2 separate regions of the Mus musculus genome follow, and region 2 is linked to region 1. A link is a contact called in public ChIA-PET data. All regions are on one chromosome and are shown on one strand. The core of a region is the stretch at or near the end of the contact, and the rest is flanking DNA. Distances in the headings are between cores, read along the strand shown.

The links. ChIA-PET counts read pairs in DNA pulled down with a chosen protein or histone mark.
Region 2: a contact with region 1 is called in an RNA polymerase II ChIA-PET map of memory CD8 T cells, with 12 read pairs. The contact joins two enhancer-like sites. A contact is called at or near these places in 1 of 39 promoter capture datasets (pre-B cells), 1 of 484 Hi-C or Micro-C datasets (pro-B cells) and 1 of 115 datasets of contacts at active chromatin or transcription factors (memory CD8 T cells).

What each region holds. Positions count from the first base shown.
Region 1 is chr7:16,679,423-16,683,877 of GRCm38.p6, reverse strand. No RefSeq gene overlaps it. Among named protein-coding and RNA genes, the nearest start is that of Ceacam15, 5.9 kb to the right of the region's middle. Within about 2 kb of position 2,582, at least 21 of the 459 cell types and tissues checked have an H3K27ac peak or open chromatin away from gene starts, as enhancers often do. A contact at or near this core is called in memory CD8 T cells, where this site is marked.
Region 2 is chr7:17,007,345-17,011,799 of GRCm38.p6, reverse strand. It overlaps Ppp5c (protein phosphatase 5, catalytic subunit), which reads left to right. Exons shown (of 13, transcript NM_011155.2): 4 at 1,804-1,925; 5 at 2,742-2,807; 6 at 3,088-3,186; 7 at 3,969-4,074. Among named protein-coding and RNA genes, the nearest start is that of Ccdc8, 16 kb to the right of the region's middle. Within about 2 kb of position 1,954, at least 47 of the 459 cell types and tissues checked have an H3K27ac peak or open chromatin away from gene starts, as enhancers often do. A contact at or near this core is called in memory CD8 T cells, where this site is marked.

The sequences.
Region 1 (4,455 bases), core at 1,333-3,832:
TATATTGATGATATTATGTTGATTGGACCAAATGAGCAAGAAGTAGCAACCACTTTGGACTCATTGGTAACACATACGCGTATCAGAGAATGGGAAATAAATCCAACCAAAATTCAAGGACCATCTACCTCAGTGAAACTCTTAGAAGAGTCCAGTGGTGTGAGGCTTGCAGAGATATTCCTTCTAAGGTGAAAGATAAGTTATTGCACCTGGCGCCTCCCACCACCAAGAAAGAAGCATAATGTTTAGTGGGTCTATTTGGATTCTAGAGACAGCACATTCCTCGTTTGGGTGTGTTACTCAGGCCTATTTACCAGGTGGCTCAGAAAGCTGCTAGCTTTGTGTGGGACCTGGAACAGGAGAAGGCTCTTTAACAGGTCTAGGCTGCTGTGCAGTCTGCTCTACCACTTGGACCATATGACCCAACAGACCCGATGGTACTTGAGGTGTCAGTGGAAGATAGAGATGCTGTTTGGGGCCTCTGACAGGCCTTTGTGGAAACTGAACGTTTGACAACAGGACACCAAGTTACCAAGCCACCTGAACTGCCCATTATGAGCTGGGTGTTATCAAACCCTCCAAGTCATAAAGTAGTCTATTATCAAATGGATGTGGTATATATGTGATCAGGCCCGAGCAAGTCTTGAAGGCACAAGCAAGTTACATGAAGAAGTTGCTCAAATGCCTATTGTTTTTACTCCTGTTACAATGCCATCTGCTGCCAAGCATGTGCCTATAGCCTCATGGGGTGTTCCCTATGATCAGTTGACTAAAGAAGAGAAGACTAGGACCTGGTTTACTGATGGCTCTGCACTTTATGCAGGCACTGCCCAGAAGTGGACAGCTACAGCATTACAACCCCTTTCTAGGACAGCCCTGAAAGATACAGGTGAAGGAAAATCTTCACAGTGGGCAGAACTTCAGGAAGAAGAAATGGCCTGATGTTTGATTGTTCACAGACTCATGGGCTGTAGCCAATGGATTGGCTGGATGGTCAGGAACTTGGAAAGATCATGATTGGAAAATTGGTGAGAAAGACATCTGGGGGAAACGTATGTGGATAGATCTCTCCAAATGGGCAAAGGATGTGAAAATATTTGTGTCCCATGTAAATGCTCATCAAAGGTGACTTCAGCCGAGGAGTTCAATAATCAAGTGGATAAGATGACCCATTCTGTGCACAGTCAGCCTCTCTCCCCAGCCATCCCTGTCATTGCGCAATGAGTACATGAACAAAGTGGCCATGGTGGCCGAGATGGGGGTTATGTTTGGGATCAACAACACAGACTTCCACTCACCAAGGCTGACCTGGTTACAGCTGCTGCTGAATGCCAGATCTGCCAACAGCAGAGAATGACACTGAGCCTCAGATATGGCACCATTTCTCAAGGTGACCAGCCAGCAACTTGGTGGCTGGTTGACTACATTGGACCACTTCATCTGTGGAAAGGACAACATTTTTTTCTTACTGGAGTAGATACTTCTGGTTATGGATTTGCCTTTCCTTCTACCAAAACCACCATCTATGGACTTACAAAATGCCTTATCCATTGTCATGGTATTCCACAGTATTGCCTCTGGCCAAGGAAATCATTACATAGACAGAGAGGTGTGACAGTGGGCCCACAATCATGGAATCCAGTGGTCTTACCGTGTCCCTCACCATCCTGAAGCAGATGGTCTGATAGAAAGATGGAATGGCCTATTGAAGATGCACGCAGTTACAGTGCCAATTAGGTGGTGTTGGAGTTTGTCAAAAGACCCTCACTCACAGAGACCACAGAAACCACCATCACTGCAAACTGCATGAGGATTTTTATTATTGAGCCAACATGTTGGGGACTCCCCTCTCAGCACACAGGCCAGAGGAGAGACCTAGAACAAAGAAAGAACACACTTTTTATACATTTGTAAGGGACAGATTTGAGCAACAGGGTAGCTGGCTTATTTTCATTGGTGTAGCAAGTAGCCCTTTCAGGCATTGGTTGGTTTGCACAGTGACTACCTCTGGCCTAGTGACTCACTTTGCTTGCCCCCATGGTAGGTTACTATGCATTGGTCAGCAAAGCAATAGTACATTTTGAACTTATGGGTCAGCTATTAACGTCACAGCTATTAAGTCATGGCTATCAACATCAGGGGAATTCTAGCAACAAGGTCAGGGTGGTTTGTGGTCTTTCTCAGAATTCAGTGTGGGGTGGGGTAGGGGGATTTTTCTTCTGAGAACTGTTATTTTTGTTATGGTTATTTCTCTGAGAACAGCTAACATTATTTTGGTAGCTGTAAGCTTAATCATTTTGACTGCTAAAACTATGTTTTTACTTTATTTAGTCAGCCAGCTTCCTTATCTGGCTCTGCACTTGGCCTGCTAGTACAGTTTGGAAAGTCCTTTTCAAAGGGGAAAGGGTACTGGGTGGTCTTGAATTCATTTTGGATATTACAGTGGCAGCAGCATGGAGGGCTAGGGAAGAGTCCTTCAGAAGGCAGTATATGTTTTGAATAGCATCCTATATGTGGTACAGTGTAGGGTTGTGGGTCCACAGGGCATGGCTGCTGGGTGAGGCAGGATGCTGGGAGTTTGACTGTGGTTATCGCACCCCATTGCCAGGTGGGTGTTGAGTCACAGAGAAGCCCCCAGAACACTGCTCCAGGGTTGGGAAAGAGCAGTCTGAGGTACAGGAACAGCTGGAGCTGACTCAGGGTCCCTGGGCCTGCGAAGAGGCTGGGGTCATGGAATCCCAAGCTCTTGGACACCCAGGCGCCACTGGAAGTCTCAGAAGAACTGAGAACAGAATCTGGGCCCTCAGGCTGGATCTAACCCTAGGCTGGGGAAAAAAAGAGAGGAGCTCTGGCAGGGCGGCAGCTTGGGCTTGGTGGTGGTTGTGACTGGGAGTGTAGAGAGGCCATCTAGGAGAGATTAGACAGCGGCTCTGTAGTCAAAGGCCTTCTCCGTGGCTCCCCACTGCGGATCCAGATGAAAAGAGATGGTCTGTGGTCCCAATTCATTTATTGTCATGGTGGAAAGTAGATGTGTAAAACTGTACCCCACTTCTCAGGGTGGGCCTGAGATTAAATACCTTTTGCAGGGAGGAATGCCTGTAAAGGAAAGCTTATTGGCTAAGACTCCAGGCCTCTAGGTACCTCATTAGAATGGAGATCTATCTTGAGTCTAGGTGAGCTATGGTCACGTCTCTTTTCCTATTTTCTTGGTCTTTCGAGCTACATGTGGAAGGGCTTGGGGTGTTGCCCTTATGTAACTGATGGACACAAAACTATGGGGAGCTAAGATGAAGGCTACTGTCTGAAGAGGTTCTGTGGCCTCTCCTCCATCCCTTCATCCCCTCCCCTCCTCCCTCACTCCCCCACCCCCTTCATTTTCATCATGGTGAGGCTCTTCTCCAGGGTTCTCCTCTCCTTCCCCTGAGCCCCTGGCACGTCTAGACTCTGCCACTTCCTGTTGTTTCTGAATAATCCTCTTCCTCCACTCCAGGCCCCACCTCGACCTCAGACCCTCTATCTGAACAAACCCTGCTGAGGGAATTATTTCCGCTTCCTGTGCATGTGGATCTCCCACCTGTAGAGGGTAAGAGGTCCCTGTGCACACAGGTAAGCCTTGGAGAAGCCAGGAAAGTTAAACACCCAGGCTTGTCTCTTCAATGGAAGGAGGTGTTTGCCTGTCTTCCTCCAGGAACGCAGGGAAAGGGTGTAGTTTACAACCTGCTGGTCTCTAGCTCTCTGTAAGGCCAGCTGCATTGAGTCTCTCAGAGTACTATGTGTGTGTGTCCCTGACTTCCCCCTGCAACTTGAGCCTTGCTTCTTAGTCTATACGAGCGAGCATCCTCATGGCAGTGGTCACTCATACTCTACATCAGCCTAAGTGAATGCTATGTTATCTCAGGGTCAGACGTTTTGTTTACCTCAGCCATTCTCCACAGACCCTCATCTTGAGCACTGTCTGTAAGTCACCAGAACCCATGTTCATGGAAGAAGCTGTATGGACTCTGTAGAGAGTCTCAATGTCACCATGCCTTGAGCTTTGCTGTACCCTTGGGACTGAGTTAGTTATCATCAGGAAACTTTCCCCCCAAATCATGATGTGCTGCTTAAATATAGCTAAAACCACCTAGTGTCAGGCTCCAGAAGTTTGTCCCAGCAGCGTCTGTCTAATTCTGGCTGAACTGAACTTCATTCTGACCTCACCCGATTGTCTCCCTGCCTACTGATGGGTTCAGCGGTCCCACACCCACACTGATGGCTTTCTTATTTATGATACTGAGAGGAGAAGCCCTTGTTATCAGGGTGACATTTGTTGGAAGAGAGGAAGGGAGGGAGAAGGGGAAGGAGGGAGGGGGATTTCCAGGCCTCTGCTGCCTCCTCAGTCCTCCCTGTGTGGAGAGCAGCTTCAGGTTCAGCCCTGCTCCCTTGCTCCATGCTGTGCTCTCAGCTCTGCTGTCT
Region 2 (4,455 bases), core at 705-3,204, 330 kb before region 1:
GGCCCTTTTTTCACTTTTGGTGACCAGAGGTCTTGGAGGTGATGTCTGTTATCCCTGTGTGACTTTCCCCTGGCTGCTGCTATTGGAGGCCAAAACATTGGTCTCAGGCCAGCATCAGACCTTACACTCTTTCTACTGCAGTTTTAGCCATCTTTGGAAACTTTGGCCAAGAGATTGAGCGGTTCACGTTTTCTTAATAGAGCGTAAAGCTGGTGCTTTAAGTGAGAGCATGGCACAGCTGTAGCCCTGTACAGTGGGTGACCACATGGCCACCCAGAAGTCATAGCCCTTACTTTCCCCTCTTACCTTGTTCCTTCCCCTACCACATTTCTGTGAGCCACAGCCGTCCTAGCAGATCCCACTTGTAACACTAGTGCTGACGATGTATCGGCAGAGCACGTGGGCTTTCCCCATCTCTTAGCACTCAGCACAGACTCCTGGTCACCAAGGCTGTATCCAGATTTCTCCCACCAATAACCAGACCCCCCAATCTGCACATTGTTCAGATTCAAATCGGTTCTGACAAACTGAGGCACAGCCCCAAGCCACCACTCCCCACTTTTGAAAAACATTCATTGATTATCATGTTGTGTGAGTGAATATGTATGTATGTGTGTGTGTGTATGTATGTATGTATGTGTGTGTGTGTGTATGTATGTGAGTGTGTGTATGTATGTATGTATGTGTATGTATGTATGTATGTGAGTGAATATGTATGTATGTATGTGTGTATGTATGTGTGCCGTGGTGCTTGTGCAGAACCTGCCACCGCCACAGTGACGCTTGTTCAAAGTTCCAAATTTGTTTTGACCATCCTCTGACCCAATGGGTGTGAATCAGGGCTCCCACAATCTGCTCTTAAGGTTTCATTAGTTTGTTGAGTGACTTACAGAACTCACAGGGGTCCTTACCAGTCTGTTGCACAATCTACAGATGAAAAGCTGCAGAGAGAAGGCACATGGGCATGAGAACTGCCCTCCAGCAACCTCCATGGGTTCTGCTGCCTAGGTCCTAGACTCTAGGAGCTCCCAGAGACCTGTCTTTGCCTCAGAGTTTTTATAGAGATTTCATTATGTAGGCATAGACACTGGGTTAAAGCACTGGCCATTGCTTAACACGGAGGAGCCAGTACCTGGAAGCCAGGAGTTGATGGAGAAACCGTATTTGAAGACCTGCCACCTAAGAATGTGTCAGGAGCTAGCAAGCATGTCTGTCTCCCTCCCAGACACACGCACTCGGGGAACTTGGTTTACAAGGGGTTTATCTAGGAGAGGATACCACATGTAGAATTGGGTCTTCGTCCTTCAGGGTGTGTGCCGTCATCTTTTTTCCGGCCACAGTGGACCTTGACTTTGTGGAGCATGGTGCCCACCATTCTTGAGATGGGCAAATGAGTGCAGTGCAGCCTAACCCTCCCTGCGCTGTGTGCTGCTGATGCACTGGACTAGGGAGGAGGGTGGCTCATACTCCGATGTCACCCGAAGGTGAGCAGGTGCTCTGGGCTCTGAATCTGAAGAGATTACTTAGTAGTCACCCCTTAGCCACTGCTAATTGAGTTTAGAATGTGGAGCAGAGGGAGGGGAACAGCTCCCCAAAGGACAGTTGCCAAAGCAGGAAGCCACTGCTTACAACTGGCCAGAGGCCCAGGATTGCAGGAGTTGTGAGCTGATCCTAAGATCAGGAGCACCACAGTACCGTGGGAAACTTCATTGCCCAATCTCTTACGCCATCCCTGGGGACCAGGTCTCCTTCCTGACCCTCCTCGGCTGAAGCCCCTCACTAACCCCCTTGTCCATACACCAGCCATTGAAGATGAGTACAGCGGGCCCAAGCTTGAGGATGGCAAAGTGACAATCACCTTCATGAAAGACCTCATGCAGTGGTACAAGGATCAGAAGAAACTGCACCGGAAGTGCGCCTACCAGGTAACACCCACTCCTGTGCCACACACACCTGGGACCCGGGAATGGGCCTGCCACTGCCAGCCCGCCTAGGCCAAGGCGCTGTGCTGGGCACTGTGCTGAGAGCTACACTGACCTCATCTGATACCACAGCACTTGGGCAGAGTGTCGGGCAGAGCTCAGAGCTTCAGGAAGCAGAGACAGAGGAATTCTTGAAGAGTGTGGTTGGCTTAAGTTGGGGACAGGAGTAAGAGAGGACGTGCATGGGCTGGACAGGTCTCAGATTATAGAAGTCATTTCTACAACAGAACTAGACACACGTGCTGCCTCGCCTGTGATGAGGCCGCTGCCTTCCCCTGGTGCTTAGCCCTAACAGAAGCCACTTCCTGTGCTACCAGCCTGAGCAACCATAACCCCGCTCGGGGGCGGGGGACGGAGGCTGCTTGTCACTCTGTAGTGTGATTCCTTCAGGATTTTTTTTTTTAAGATTTATTTATTTTATGTATATGAGTACGCTGTAGCTGTCTTCAGACACACCAGAAGAAGCTATCAGATCTCATTACAGATGGTTGTGAGCCACCATGTGGTTGATGGGAATTGAACTCAGGACCTCTGGAAGAGCAGTCAGTGCTCTTAACTGCTGAGCCATGTCTTAAGCCCCTGATGATGATGTTTAAATGACACATAGGCCAGATCAGATCACCACTTGAGGGCCACCTCTCTTGTCCCTGGGTAGCACCCAGTAGTCCAGGCATCTGAGGCTTTCTGTGGGCCTCTGAAGGGTAGCAGCTTTTACTCCCACCCCAGCCAGCCACACTTAAAGTCTGGCCTGTCTTCCAGATCCTAGTACAGGTGAAAGAAGTCCTCTGCAAGCTGAGCACGCTGGTGGAGACGACGCTGAAAGAGGTGCGCCCAGGATGGCAGGGTGCATGTGGTCTCAGCGGGGCAGCAGTCGGGAGGTCCCCCAGCTCAGGACCTCATTAACCCACCTGAGCGTCCTTCCCTCCTCTCTGTACCTGACAGCCCTCCCTCCCCCTTGTCTGCCTTCCTCATTGCTGTGTCCCTCCCATTGTGTCTTGCATGAATTTTCTTGGTCTGTTGTGACCTCTCACCCCTCATTCCCCTCTGCCCCCTCCCCACATCTCTCTCTGGGCCCCTCCCTCTCCGGTGGCCTCTTTTCTTTCAGACAGAGAAGATTACAGTGTGCGGGGACACCCATGGCCAGTTCTACGACCTCCTCAACATATTTGAGCTCAACGGTTTACCCTCAGAGACCAACCCCTATGTATCCTCAGCACTATCCCATGTTGACAGGGGGACCCCACCAGAGAAGAACATAGGGACCTCATCTTACTGATACCGAGTCACCTGTAGGCCTCACCCCGCTTCTCTCTCGCCTGCTACAAAGTACCACACAGGCAGCACTAAACCCTGTACACCTGTCCACCCAGCCCTTCCACCCAGCAGGCCATCTCTCCTGTCCTTCGTCTGTACCATGGGGTGATAGGGTTTTCTTCACAGGGTTGGGGGGGGGGGTTTGAGCAGGATGCTGGTTTGCCTTGGGTTTCTGTTTTGTTTTGTTTTGTTTCGGTTCGGTTCGGTTTGGTTTGGTTTGGTTGAGTCTCCTGCTGGTCTTGAGCTTTTGACCTCCCATCTCCTTCATGCTAGGATTGTAGACATGGGCCACTACACCTAGTTGATTAAGTGCTGGACATGAAACCCAAGGCTTTGTTGTGTTCGGCATCCTTTCCACCCACTGAGCCACACCCCAGACTTTTCTCACATGTTTGACATGGGATAGTTTCTGTGTAGGGTTCCTAGGCTCTGTGCTTTTGGGAGGTAGGACCTGTCCCCTGTAATTTGAGGACTGCTCTTAGGGAACAGCTGGCTGCCTAGGCTCTGCCATTGCCTTCCTCAAGACAGGTGAGGTTGTTTCCTTGGGGCTTCAGTTCAAAGGCAGACCAGGGATACACCCCCTTTGGAGATGGAAGCCTTGGAGCCAAGGGAACAGGACTGCGCCCTCCTGGCCCATCTGCCATCTGAACCACAGCTTCCTTAACAAGAAAGATATTTAATGGCGATTTTGTGGACCGTGGTTCCTTCTCCGTTGAAGTGATCCTCACCCTCTTCGGCTTTAAGCTCCTGTATCCAGATCATTTCCATCTACTTCGAGGTGAGGAGGGTTTCTCCTTCTCTCCTGGGCTTCTGTCTTCATCTGTAAAGCCTAGAGTAGTATAGCCACGCACTTGGTGAATTCAGCAAGCCTGTACACCGCGGGGCCACCACATAAGGTTGAGCAGGTTGTGCACCACCCCAGTAGCACCACAAGAGGTGGCAGCACTTGCCATAGGCAGCTCAGTGTGGTGGTCACTGTGCCCTCTGCTGGCAGATGCCAGACAGAAGGTTCAAGGACGAAAGGTGCCTTTCTCTAATGCACACACAGCAGTGTGAACAGCCTCCTGGGGACACTAATCTAAGCACAAAGGTCCATCTGAGTACTGAGCTGGGCTCTCATTATCAAGGTTCAGTGCCAGCCAGCTATCATTGAGCAATG